Linked DNA regions of Mus musculus: region 2 is linked to region 1. Evidence: chromatin contacts called from public Hi-C data. All regions are on one chromosome and are shown on one strand. Each heading gives the region's core, a stretch centred on a gene start, on an enhancer-like site or on the middle of the called end of the contact. The rest is flanking DNA. Distances are from core to core; before and after follow the strand shown.

Evidence for each region. A called contact is a pair of places that touch in the nucleus more often than the background predicts.
Region 2: a contact with region 1 is called in a Hi-C map of embryonic stem cells, with 2.3 times the contacts expected there. The contact joins the enhancer-like site here to the promoter of Nup205 in region 1. A contact is called at or near these places in 16 of 39 promoter capture datasets (3T3-L1-derived adipocytes, the C10 cell line, the HPC-7 cell line and 10 more), 37 of 484 Hi-C or Micro-C datasets (the 3T3-L1 cell line, the 63-12 cell line, the C2C12 cell line and 19 more), 6 of 115 datasets of contacts at active chromatin or transcription factors (the HPC-7 cell line, embryonic stem cells and extraembryonic endoderm stem cells) and 5 of 9 other capture datasets (adipose tissue, embryonic stem cells, embryonic tail and 2 more).

What each region holds. Positions count from the first base shown.
Region 1 is chr6:35,174,144-35,181,270 of GRCm38.p6, reverse strand. It overlaps Nup205 (nucleoporin 205), which reads right to left and starts at 3,655. Exons shown (of 43, transcript NM_027513.1): 1 at 3,612-3,655. The coding sequence starts at 3,639.
Region 2 is chr6:35,220,306-35,227,432 of GRCm38.p6, reverse strand. Nup205 (nucleoporin 205) reads right to left here. Exons shown (of 43, transcript NM_027513.1): 24 at 3,771-3,920; 25 at 3,216-3,287; 26 at 2,754-2,911; 27 at 2,169-2,249; 28 at 1,452-1,643; 29 at 1-130. Among named protein-coding and RNA genes, the nearest start is that of 1810058I24Rik, 29 kb to the left of the region's middle. Within about 2 kb of position 2,927, at least 3 of the 459 cell types and tissues checked have an H3K27ac peak or open chromatin away from gene starts, as enhancers often do.

The sequences.
Region 1 (7,127 bases), core at 2,406-4,905:
CAAAACTGGAGCTCACTGTAGAACTCAAAGCCCTGGATCAATCCCTGATGTGGGGCAAACTGGAAACTGCCTTATCACAGAGATTTCAGAACCTTATAAAGAGGTAAAACACAGCTAGGCAGTGCTGGCGCATGCCTTTGATCCCAACATGTGGGAGGCAGAGGCAGACAGATTTCTGAGTTCGAGGCCAGCCTGGTCTACAGAGTGAGTTCCAGAACAACCAGAGCTACACAGAGAAACCCTGTCTCGAAAAACCAAAGGGGGGGGGGGGGGGAAGAAAGCTATACCACAAACAAACCAGAATACAAACATATCTGTAATCCCAATCCTCAGAAGGCTGAGGCAGGAGGATCAAAAATTTGAGGACAAAGTAGGCAGACCTAGTCCCTCTCTCTCCTTCCCCTCCCCCTCAGTTACTTACACACACAAACATACACACACACACACACACACACACACACACACACACACACACGTGTTAACTCTCTACCCTTAAGATAGTCTGTATAGACTAGGGGACAGAAGAGACAGACCAGAAGTAAAAAGTACGTAAAACTCCTCCAAAGGAGCTGAGTCCAGCGCCAGCATCCATCCAGACAGTTCATACAACAGTCTGTAATTCCAGCTCCAGGGAATGCCAAGCTCTCTCAGGTTGCCATAGGCACCTGCACTCCTAAAGATTTCTGAAAAACTAATAACTGTCTTTGTATTACACATGATTGGAATATAAACTCAGTAAACTACATAGACAAATTCCATTTTTTCCTCTTAATGAGACAGCCAATAAGAAATCAAAAATATATGCACACAAATCACATGCACTCACCTACACAGTCCATGAACATCAACACATCAACAAGTTTACGTACACAAGAGCCATCTACAGTTGCCCAACTTCAGTAAATATTCCTCTACTAGTAACAAATGAAAGGCTAATATTTTTTTTCAAAGCCTCTAGTATGTATTTTAACTCACCTTGAGAAGCACATTCATTTCCTTTAATGTTTTAGGATACTCCCTGCATATCACATCTAACCATTCATCATGGATGAGTTCAGTTTAATAAGGAAACAAACCCAATTGCCTACGTGGTCTGAAGGAAAGGTAATCAGGTCAGGTCAAGAGGGTACAACTAAGGGTATGTGACCTAGGCAGAGGTCAGGGCAGAGAAGGGTTTAGTCTGAAGGTAATCAAGTCAAGAGGGTACAACTAAGGGTATGTGACCTAGGCAGAGGTCAGGGCAGAGAAGGGTTTAGTCTGACCCAATAGCTAAAACAGGGAAGGCTTGCTTTTCAAAAATTTTAGTAGTGCATTTATTTAACTATGGGGGGGGGGGCACAGCAGTGCAAGGGGCAAGCCATGATGTGATGTCATAAAGTTGTGCTTAAAAGCATTAACTGTTTAATTTTGGAGAATTGTTTAACCACTAGAGGTCTTTGCTTCCAAATTAAATCTGAGATATTTAATTGCACTACTGCAAATATTATACACACACACACACACACACACACGCATACATATGGGGTATAAAGGGATTAAATGAGATAAAGCAAGCCTAACACTTGTTCTGGTGATGGGACATAGTACTAATTAAATCACCACCACCTCTCATTTTTCTAGCCTTGGTGACTGCCATCCTAATTCTACTTTTTTTTTCTTTAGTTTAGCTACACTAAGTTAAATATCATTGTTGTGTGTAGAGTCTTGTGTCTGTTGAGTATCTCACTCAATGTCCTCAAAGATCATACATGTACATGTGACAGTACTGCCTTCTTTTTAAAACTGAGTAATATGGGCTGGTGAGATGGCTCACCGGGTAAGAGTACTGACTGCTCTCCCGAAGGTCCTGAGTTCAAATCCCAGCAACCACATGGTGGTTCACAACCACCCATAAAGAGATCTGACGCCCTCTTCTAGTGCAGATGAAGTCAGCTACAGTGTACTTATGTATATTAATAAATAAATCTTTAAAAAAAAAAAAAAAACTGAGTAATATTCCTTTGTGTGTTCATCATGTTTCGTTTATCCACTCACTCACTCATCATCCATTCATCTATGGATGCTTCAGTTCTTCCCAAAGGTGACAAAAAATAACTCTCTTGACTGACTCCTGGCTTTTTAAAATGCTTTCTTTTCTTGAGGCCAATCAAAGCTCTCCTGTACACACTATACTCCTGGGAGCTAGTGACAACTGTCAGTGGCTTGTGTTTAATGGTAACTCAGGATATTATATGCTATAAATGTATGTAACAGAACTATTACATGGAAGCCTGGCTTTTCAAAAAATCTAGTAGTGCATTTAATTTAACTACTTTGAGGGGGGACAAGCATGATGTAATGTCATAAAGTTGTGCTTAAAAGCATTAACTGGCTGGGCAGTGGTGGCGCATGCCTTTAATCCCAGCACTTGGGAGGCATAGGAAGGTGAATTTCTGAGTTTGAGGCCAGCCTGGTCTACAGAGTGAGTTCTAGGACAGTCAGGCCTTCACAGAGAAACCCTGGGGGGGGGGGGGGGGCGGGGAAGAAAAAAAAAGGCATTAACTGTTTAATTTTGGAGAAATTATGTAATCACTGGAAGTCTTTGCTTCCAAATTAAATCTGAGATATTTAATTGCATTACTCCAAATATATAAATGAAATACACACATACACCAGGTATAAAGGGATTCAACAATCAAGACTAACACTTGCTCCAGTGAGCAGACAATATGTTGTCAATACAACAGAAAACTTCATTTCTACAGAACAATTTACCATACCACTTCTGAGATGGTTTATGTACAAAACTCAGATTTAGGTAATTTTCAAAAAATACTGGTAAACTGGCAAGAACCAGTACCAAAAACAGTTTAAAAACAAAACAGTCCTGCTGAAAAAGATGGTCCGTAAACGTTTGCTATGTTGCCTCTTAATTGTACTCATGAATCGAGTGTCTAAAGCCGTGTTCAGGAGTGCCAGACCTCGTACGAAATGTTTGACATCTAAGTCCTCCCCACTAACGACCGGCACCGTGTTCCTGGAACCAGGACAAATCAAAACCCATCCACTTCTTCAAGCATCTCTGAGGGGTTCCAATTACCAAAGATGACCCCAGCCCCAGCTTTTTCACAGCGATGTCACCGTCCGCCGTGGCTGTGACAACGGTGCAGGGCGGCACGTGCTGAGCCCGTGGCACCGCCTCGCGGCTGGCAAGACCTCCTCACCCCCATGCCCCATGACCGGCCCACGGCCCCCTTCCAGACCAGCTTCCTTCCAGCCTCGCCTGGGTCCCACAGCCCGGGACTTGAGCCGTACCTCGGCGGTAGATGGCCTGCCTACACCTGAAGGATATTGGGGGGACGAAGCGGCTTCGGGGGCGCGCGCCTGGCTGCCCGGGACCCCGCCGCTCCGCCTCCCCTTCACACGCCCGTTTCGAGGGCCAAACTGTCGCCGCGCCGCGCGCCATTCAAACGGAGGCGGCGCGGGGCTGCAGGCCGGAGCGCGGCGAGAGCGGGCCCTGCGCACACGCTCGCGCCCGCACTGCCAACGGCCCGACTGCACCAGCGCTCCCCACTCGCCGGCCCCGCCCCCCGTGGGTCCCCGCGGGTCCCTCGCGGGCCCGCCGCGCTCACCCGAATTTACCGCCAACAGCGCCGCCATCTTGGAGGAGGACTGAGAGAGCGCTCCTGCCGCGGGGAGGACCCCGGGCCCGAGGGCCTGCCCGCGTCGACGCCTGAACACAAGGGCGTCCCCAGGGCCTCCGAGAACGCCATGCGAGGCTCGAGCGGGTGTGCACAAGGCTCCCCGCCCTGCTCTGGCCTAGGGCCATCGAGTCTAACTGCGACCATTACCGTTAAAACAAGCCGAGGGCAGCCGGTTCGGAGACTAGCTGTGCAATGCATCATGGGACCCGTAGTTTTATTTCGAGTGAGCCGTGCAGTTGACTAGTGTTCAAAAAAGGGAAATCAGTGAAACTGAAAAAGTTCTTGCTGGGCGTGGTGGCGCACGCCTTTAATCCCATCACTCGGGAGGCAGAGGCAGGCGGATTTCTAAGTTCAAGGCCAGCCTGGTCTACAAAGTGAGTTCCAGGACAACCAGGGCTATACAGGCTATATACCCTGTCTCAAAAAAAAAAAAAAAAAAAAAGAGAAAAAATTCTCATGACCTTCATTTCAAGTTAAATTTTATTTGAATAGCCATCCCCCTTACCTTAAGAGAGTAGAGTGAAGTGAGTAAGTGATTAAGGAATTTCTATTTAATAAGTATATTCTGTAGACATAATCACATTGTGCTTCGAAAATTACAGACAGGGCCTGGAGAGATGGTTCAGAGGTTAAGAGCACTGAGTGCTCTTCCAAAGGTCCTGAGTTCAAATCCCAGTAACCATGTGGTGGCTGACAACCATTTGTAATGAGATCTGACGCCCTCTTCTGGGATGTCTGAAGACAACTACAGTGTACTTACATATAATAAATAAATAAATCTTTGGAAAAAAAAAAGAAAATTACAGACAGCGACAAAATTTGAGTACTGCCTGCCTGACTTCAAAAGTGTCACCCATTTGCTTCCTCATCCCCAACATGTTGAGTCAAATTCGACATAAATTTCACAAACACCAAATGTTTTTTCTACCTAAGCAACCAAAACTACTAAACTTACTCGTTAAATTTAAAATTTGCTAGCCGGGCGTGGTGGCCCACGCCTTTAATCCCAGCACTTGGGAGGCAGAGGCAGGCAGATTTTCTGAGTTCTAGGCCAGCATGGTCTACAGAGTGAGTTCCAAGACAGCCAGGGCTATACAGAGAAACCCTGTCTCAAAAAAACAAAAAGAAGAAAGAAAGGAAAAACACGTTACAGAATAGAATGGAAGCGGGCTAGTGAGATAAGAACCTAAAAAGCCTACTAAGTAACTTCTACATACGTTAGAAGTACTAATTCTGTCTTAAGCTTTCATTAAGTCTACTGTAAAATATAATGATTTCTGTGAATGATTGATGTCAGTAGCGATCTGCTTGAAAGCTCTTCGCTTATATTTGGAAGCCTTCAATGGAGAGTTCTAAGCCAAGCACCTCTTTCACTAGCGACTGACCAGACTGCCCTTACAGCAGCCCTGCTATTCTGGAGAGTTTACAGACACCCTGGGGATATGCTCACATTTGCACAGCTGAAGACATGCTCCAGTCATGGTCACTCCACAGCCTGTACTAGCCTTTGAATGCACTGGAATTAGACTAGCCTAAGTGAACTCCCAGTGACCCTGTGACCATTTTCAAGCAGGCTATAGGAGGAGCACTCTTCCTGGTGTTCGATCATCAGAGGACTTGTGATTGGTACAGAATGTAATTCATTTGCATGAAGGATTGTGCTATGGTTGGTGCAAACAACCTTACCAAATACCCCTTCTGGTTATATAAGCAGGCTGTTTGGTTTTCTTTTCAAGTCAGCTGTGAGACACCCTTTTTGAACTGTCTCTGCTGTTACATCCTTAAAACCATTAAAAGGTTCTCTCAAAAAATAAAAATAAAAAAAAGGGTGGTGGTGGCTCATGCCTTTAATCCTAGCACTAGGCAGGCAGGTCTGTGTGAGTTTAAGGCTAGCCTGGTCTACAGAGTGAGTCCCAGGGCAGCCAGGGCTACATGGAGAAATCCTGTTTCAAAAATAAATGAAATGAAGTAAAATAAAATAATTATCTTTATAACAGAGCCCTGGATGTCCTGGACTAACTTGATAGACCAGGCTGGCCTCAAACTCACAGAGACCCACTGGCCTCTCTCTGCCTCCAGGTGCTAGGATTAAAGGTGTGGGCCACAAGGCCAGTATGGCTTGCTAAACTGATTGGATAAAGACAGGCAGATGAAGTGACAGCAGAGTAGTTACTGAAGCAAAGGTCACAAGGGCAACAACAGCTACAATAGCAGCAGGTTCAGACCCAAAGTGGCTGACCGGTTCCAGAGGGTCATAGGGTACTAACAATCTAAGAACTGGGAGAGAATGTCAAGGATGTATTGTGGAAATATAAAGAAGCCAAGAGAGAACAGAGCATAAAACTTAACAATAGAAGGACATAGCAACAAAATTTGAGTACTGCCTGCCTTGAGAACAAGAGGGGATGGGAAACTGGGCTTTCACTGCAGGAAGGGAGAGGTCTAAGGAGCTGCTACACCTTAAGGACCCGGAGCCCGGAGACGCTAGGCCTGAGAGACGAAATGCGTTGCCAAAGACTATGGTTCTTGATGGATAGGCCCACGAGCTGTGACACTAACTGATACTACTTGCTGCTGCCTCCCGATCTTCTTAGTACTTCTAGAAGCCACAAATTACAATAGCCACTGAGCGGCCTAAACATAGTTTATATGGTGGCTAGTGTTAATTGTCACTTTGACAGACTCTAGACTCACCTGTGAGACAGGCTTCTGAGAATGCCTGTGGACAATTATTTTGATTATGTTTATTGAGGTGGGAGGAAAAACACCGCAGTAAGGGTGGACCACCCTCTGGCTGGGATCCTTGACTGTTTGAAGAGGAGCTGAGCAGCAGCATGCATGGATTTGCCACTCTGTGCTTCCTGGTATGGCCAAGCTCCTCCGGTCTAGACAGAACAGTTGTACCCTTGCACTATGAGCTGAAGAGAATTCCTTCTCTCTTGAGTAGCATTTGTCAGGGCATTTTAAAACAGCAACAGGAAAATGAGCTAAGACAGGGAGGGTAAAGGCCAGAGCAACAACCCTTGGACCAGAAGACTACCATGACTAAGTCTCTAACGTCAAAAGTCTGGAGCAACAGCCCTCTGCTTCCAGGGCTTGGAGTTCTAAGTATCTGGGTCTGTTACTCTAAATCCTAGGCTTTGGCTACTCAAGGGCTGTAGACAGCCTTACTGAAAGAACGATTCCTTGCCCACTTGTGATTTCTATCTGGGAACACTAGGACTCCTGCCCAAGTGAAGTGTTATCTGCTGACATAAAAATGGGAAGGTCAAAAACTCAAGGGTCACTCAGAAACTGAGTTTCCTTCAGTTGACAACATGTGTTCATTCTACCTTGCAAGCATTCCTGGGGGGCTGGAGAAATGGCTCAGTGGTTAAGAGCACTGACTGCTCTTCCAGAGGTCCTGAGTTCAATTTCCAGCAACCACATGGTGGCTCACAGCCA
Region 2 (7,127 bases), core at 1,678-4,177, 47 kb before region 1:
CCTCTCCAGGTCCTGAGACCAACGGCTGCCTCTGTTCCGTGCGCACAGCCTGGCTTAGGTGAGCAGTCAGGGTGAACACAGCGCCGGCAACCACTGGCATTAACTCTTGTGCGGCTTCATCATCCAGCACCTTAAAGTACAAGGGGAACCAGTGAGACCAGCTCCCGCCAGAACTCAGGAAGTCTCACGTAACATAAAGCCTTACAACTACCTTAAGAATGTAGGACCTGGGGGGAAGTGGTGGCGCATGTCTCTGATCCCATCACTTGGAAGGCAGAGGCAAGAGGATGTCTTTGAGATAGAGGCCAGCCTGATCTACAGAGTAAGATCCAGGAGAGTCAGGGATACACACAAAGAAACCTTGTGTTGAACCTCACCCCACCACCCAAAAACTCTAAGAACTAAGCTGGGTGGCAATGGTGTACATGTTTATTCCAGCACTTGAGAGGCAAAGGCAGGTGGATAACTGTGAGCTTAAGATGCATCTGGTCTACAGACTGAATTCTGGGACAGCCAAAGCTACACCATGAAACCCTGTCTCAGAAAACAAACAAAACAAATGTAAGAACTACTCAAAGGGAAAAACGCCAAACAAGTGTTAATTAATCCTGATCAGAATTCTATGCAGAAAGTTTTTGCTTTGAAATTACACATCCATGGTATTCCGTGAAAGCTTAATTTTTTTGTACCACTAGGGTCATATTCAGTAGTTCTAGGTAAGATCTGCTTACATGTAAGTGGTTTGGATAAACTTGGTTCACGGGAAATGGCACTATCAGGAAGTGTGGCCTTGTTGGAGGACTACTGTATAGGGGGGCTTTGAAGATGTCTAGTGCTCAGGCTCTGCCCAGTGTAGAAGAGACCCTCCTCCTTGCTGCCCATGATGGTCTCCTTCTGGATGCCTTTGGGTCAAGATGCAGACCTCTCAGCTCCTCCAGCACCATGTCTGCCATGTTTCCCTCCATGATGATAATGGGCAGAACCTCTGAACCTGTAAGCCACCCCAATTAAATGTCTTCTTTATGGGGGTTGCCTTGGTAATGGTGTCTCTTCACAGTACTGGAAGCTCTAAGACAGTCTATATTTACAACGCACGCTTCCTGGATAATTCTGAAACATTCTAGCTCATAGCTCCTTTTTTTTTTTTTTTTTTTTTTTTTTGGTTTTTCGAGACAGGGTTTCTCTGTGTGGCCTTGGCTGTCCTGGAACTCACTTTGTAGACCAGGCTGGCCTCGAACTCAGAAATCCGCCTGCCTCTGCCTCCCAAGTGCAGGGATTAAATAGCTCCTTCTTTTTGCATCAGTATTATAAACTCTACTTTCCTTCTAATCTAAAATGGAAAAAAACAATTAGAGCAGCATATTTGCTTAAAGGCAAATGTATATAATTATAATGCAACATATTCATACATAAAAGTCTCTAGCAGTAAAGTAACTTGGGAACTAAATCACCTTATCGTGCACATCTTGTAAAAGGTCACGGATAATGAGCTGTCGGTCTTCTGCCTGGATGAGCTCCTGAGGACAAGCTGTCAGGATAATTTCTACCAGCTGCCTCCAGGACTCTAGAGCATGCCGCTTTGCATGAAGACACTGTAGCAGCTTGTTTCTTCCTACAACATACTGAAGAATAGTGCTGATTTCCTAAAGCCATAAATATTGAAACTGGTTAACATTCAGGAAGATAATACATGTTTTAAACAATTTCCTATTTTTAATACTTCCTAGTTATTCAGAAAACACTCAAATTATATTTATTAATTGTATTGTATAACTTTAAAAATAAATTGAAAACCACAAAAAAGTATAAAACCGCAAAACATTCCATGAAAGTTTTATTTTGTGTGTGTGTGTGTGTGTGTGTGTATGTATATGTGTGTGTTTGTGTGTGTAGCCCTGTCATTCACATGTGTGTGTGCCTTCACATGTATATATGCCACAGGAAATGTATGGGGATCAGCAAACAACTTCCATGAGTCATTTCTTTTCTTCCATCCTGTGGGTACTGAAGACCAAACAAGTCGTCAGGCTTGGCAGCAAATGCCTTTATTTACTTCACAGCCCTCTGTGTAAGTCATTGACTAATTACATATGCATTTACCACTCTTTAAGCAAGCAAATTAAGTAGTACAAACAAAGAGCTGAAGGTGTCAACCTAACACAGCTTACCTCCATCAGCAGAGGCCTCTGACCTATTGCTGCCATACCCTGAAGAGCATTGACTTCAGCTACGAGAACTCTATGAAGAAGCTAAATAATTAGTGAAAAAGAGAAAAACAGTATCATCAGATGCTGGTGGAATAATACATAGTAATTACCATAGCCCGCCCTAGCTGGAAAAGGTCCAGGTATCTCTGCATACAATGTCCCAATGGCATGGTCCAATTGCACACAAAAACACTGGCCATCCAGCTCCTTCCAGAAAATAGTAGCTCAGGGCTGAGGGACAGTAATTTAATGTTGGGAGCCTCAATAGCCTTCTCATTTTGCTGAGGCTGTAATCATTCACTTGGTAGAGAACAATAGTGAAAATTATTCTGTAGTCCTAGCTGGGTGGAAAAATTGATGTGGAAAGCTTTTAAAGAAAATAAGAGTGTTTATTGACTTTTTATTTTCTCATTGCTAGACAAAACAGCCCAATAAACTAATAACAGAAATGAGTAACATGTTAATCTCTATACATACTAGGGTTATATTTTTCTGACAGCTTGGTGTGTGAAGCAGTCACTGCAGGCTCGTGAGCGCAGCCCTCACCTTGACATTGCAGACCGTCTGCCCCTGTAAATTCTTGTGCTCACAGTTGGCAATGACTTGCTCAATCTGAGCACGGTCAAAAAAATCCAGCTGCAAGGGCTCAGGGATCTCCTGACTGAAGTCAATCGAGTCAAGGATGCTTAGAATTTTTCGACGCACTAGAAATAAGAAGTAAATAAACTGTACTTGAGGCACAGAAGAGGAGAACCAACCATACTTAGCTCATTAGCATGCTATGCTCTGAGACCAGAGACCCTGCTGAAATCTAAATCTGACTTGTTTCTGATTTGGCCACTCACTAAGATAATTTTTTTCCTCTGCTCTATAAACCCTTATAGACAACAAGTAATCCTTTACATAGCTCTTCTATATAGTTCCAGAACCTAGAGACACCAGTAAATTATCCTGCAATCTTAAGCAGTGTAATGTCTATAATGTAATCAAATTCCAAGGGCCTCTCACCTTTTGTGGCAGTGTCAAAATGAAGGAACCCAGAGACAGATCTGTTTTCATCTTCCATTCCTCCTTCACCATCTGTTGAACACCAATAGCAATAGATCAGAAAAGGAAAAGTACACTTTAAAAATTACATTTACTCGGAGATGACACACATAATATTTTATTTCTGGGTCAAAGAGCCTTTTGTAAATGGATAAAGATGCAAAATTACGAGGACTTTGAAATGTCCATCTACCTTTTTCCATCACAACTGACCCACTCATAACTCTGAAGAGGATAATTAGAATTTCACAACTAGCAAGCCCCCATCATACAAAGAAAATGATTCAAAAGAAGCTTGTGTTTAATTTGCATATGCAATACTCGGTGAAACCGCTTTGGTTATGATGGTTCAGTGTGGCAACCTTCACTGTTTTGTATGGCAAATTCATTAAAGGGAAATGAAATGACATCAAAGGACAACTTTTCATGTTCTAAGGATAAAGACACTCGAGCTGGGAAGCAGCAGCCTTGTCTCCAGCCCCACCTAAGCTACGCCGTGCCCTCCGCAGTGCTCACCTGAGTACGGCTTCACCGGCATGTCATCCAGTAAGAGGTGCAGGAGCCTCTGTGTATGTGAGCGCTGGCGATTCAGAGATGTCACTCTTAGCTCTATTGAGGCTGTCTTCATAAGCCATGACATCTGACTCAGCATGGAGATTTCATGCTCTAGAATTTAAACAAATAAATGTCATCTCCCATTGTTCAAATACAAGATCAGAAAACTCCATAAATCATCAGATACTTCCTCATGAAACAAAGTCACTAATTTCTGAATCATAGTAACATTATAACCAGAACATAAAATTATGAAAGAAAAAGAGTATACAAAAGAAAAAGATGTTATTCTATGTCTATGAAAAATTAAGAGAACAATAAAATTTTTATTTGTGCCAGATGTGGCACATGCCTTTAAGCCCAAGTACTCAGAAGACAGAGGATCTCTGTGAATTCCAGGCTAGCCTGATCTACACAACAAGTTCCAGGCCAGCTAGGAATACATAGTGAGACACTAGCTCAAAAAAAAAAAGTTTATTACTGGAGTAATTTCAAAGACCTTACAAGTCTGCCACAATTTAACATGAATGTCACTTTGTATTTTGTTTTGAAAAGTAATTCAAATATATAACAATTCATTTAAAAAAACTATTTTTACTCAAAAAAATACATACTTAAGCCCATATTATATAATTTTAGGCTATGTGATAAGACAGTTGGTAGAGCTCTTGCCTTGACATATAATTAGGGCTATAAACCACATTATTAAAACAAGTTAAGGGGATTGGAGAGATGGCTCCATGGTTAATGGAATGTCCCACTCTTGCAGCAGATCCTGGTTTAACTTCCTATAATGAAGTCCATGGGATCTGCCACTCTCTTCCCAGGCTTCTGAAGACAGGGGTCCATGTAAACACGGGTACACACATACATACATACATACATACACACACACACACACACACACACACACACACACAAATTTAAAACTAAGTCTTTCAAAAAAGGGTTTTCAAATTCAGTATTACTTTGTTTTAAGATAGTCTTGCAATAACCAAGACAAGTCTCAAACCCAGCCCCTACCTGAGCCTCCCAAGCTGATTGAATTGCAGGCAGGCATGACCATTTCTGGCTCAGTATTTTTTTTATGTTTAGTGGGTCCTATGCTTTGAAGTCCTAAATGATGACAACATAAGCATAGCTGACTAAATAATAACACTAACAATCTCAATCTGCACTGGTTGACAATTTGCCATACGATGGAGTAACTGAGAAGTTACTTCTTAGTTGAGAAAATGCCTGTATCGCTGTAGGCAAGCCTGTGACACGTTCTCTTAATTAGAACTGATATGAGGGCTGGAGAGATGGCTCAGCGCTTAAGAGCACTGACTGTTCTTCCAGAGGTCCTGAGTTCAATTCCCAGAAACCACATGGTGGCTCACAACCATCTGTAATGGAATCCGATGCCCTCTTCTGGTGTGCCTGAAGATAGCTACTGTGTATATATAATAAGTAAATAAATCTTAAAAAAAAAAAAAAAAAAGAGCTGTTATGAAAGGGCCCAGCCTATTGTGGGTGACCAGATCCCTGGTCCTGGATCACGTAAGGAAGCAGGCTGAGCAAGCCATGGGAGCAGCCACTAAGCAGCACTCCCTGAGGCTTCTGCTTCACCTCCTGCTTCTAAATTCCTACCTTGAGTTTCTGCACTTACTTCTCTCAATAATGGAGTATAACCTGAGACCAACTAATAAGATAAAATAAACACTTTCCTCCCCAACATGCTTTATATATGTGAGTATACTGTAGCTGTCTTGAGACACTGGAAGAGGACATTGGATCCCATTACAGATGGTTGTGATCCACCATGTTGTTGCCGGAAATTGAACTCAGGACTTCTGGAAGAGCAGTCAGTGCTCTTAACCACTGAGCCATCTCTCCAGCCCCCATCCCCGCCACCCATGCTTTTAGTAATGGTACTTATCACAGAACTAGAAACCCTAACTAAGACACAGGCCAAGCTAAGTCCATTTTTATAACACGTAAGTCAGACTGTGACTATTCTTTTGGATTATCCATGTATAAAAACTTAAAGTTTCTATAATGTTCTTAAACAAAATCCCATAACTAAAAATGACACAATTATGAAAATAAAGAAAACTGTTTTGTCAATCAGATAATTCTAAAGATATAACAGTTCTAAAACCTAATTAGAAAGCTGACAATTACTAGAAACAGAAATGTATTAACAGTCTGTATGAACCTTGATCTCAAAATATGATGCCATAAGTAAGTTTCAGAACCGCACTGTGGTACCCACACTGCGGTGCTGGCTTAAGGTGGTAGAGCTTACGGTGGTGGAGAATAGTCTGAGCTCACAAGTTCAAGACACCCTCGGTTTGGCTATAAGCTAAGTCTTTGAAGTGGTTCAGCAGATTTGGGTACATGCAGTGCGTCTAACTAGCTAAGATTGATCCCTGGGATGCATGGGAAAAGGAGAAACAACTCCTGAAAGTTGTCTTTCAACTTATATAGGAATGCTGTTGCACAGAATGTAATAAAAAATAAAAAAAAAGTTCTACTATCTATATAAGAAATTAACACAAGCAAGAGTAAGAAAAGGTTTGTATACAGTGAACAGGAAGGAGGGGGGAGGAGGCAGGCCAGACATGGTGCATGAATTTAATTCCGACACTCATGAGGCAGGTAGATCTCTGAGTCTGAAGCAAGCATGAGTTACACAGTGAGTCCCAGGACAGCCAGGGCTGCAAAGAGAGACCCTGGCTCAAAAAAACAAAACAAAAGAAAACAAACAAACAATTCACAATTCTTCTGGCCTTAGTATACACCAAGTACACATACAGGAAAAACAAATATTTTTAAAAAAACATTTTTTTTTTAATTTAAAGGAAAAAACCAGAACCTTGATAAAATTTAAATTAGGCCAGAACAGTTCTTAGTTATGTCCATAAACTAGATTTATAATTTCCTCTAAAATTACTTTTCAAAGTTTTATTTCAGGGCAGTTTAGTTTCAAATATGTACGACACAAATGTAAATGAGAAATTTCTCCAAGTAATTTTCATTCACAAGTAAGCAGGATGTGTCAGCAGGTAAGAGCTCTTGCATCACAAGCGTGCCGAGCCACGGCCAATCCTCAGACCTCATGCAGAAGTAGAACAGACAACAGACTTTACAAAGCTGTCTTCACCAATCACTGCGCACACATACAACACACACACATGCACATACACACGTTACGTAATCTAATTTCAGTGGTTATCATTTTAATAAAACTAAGTTTTGTTAGAAAAGAATAACCTCCCTCAAGCAGACTACAGTCATGTAGCTTTACACTAGAAAGTACAAACAGGAAGCTCA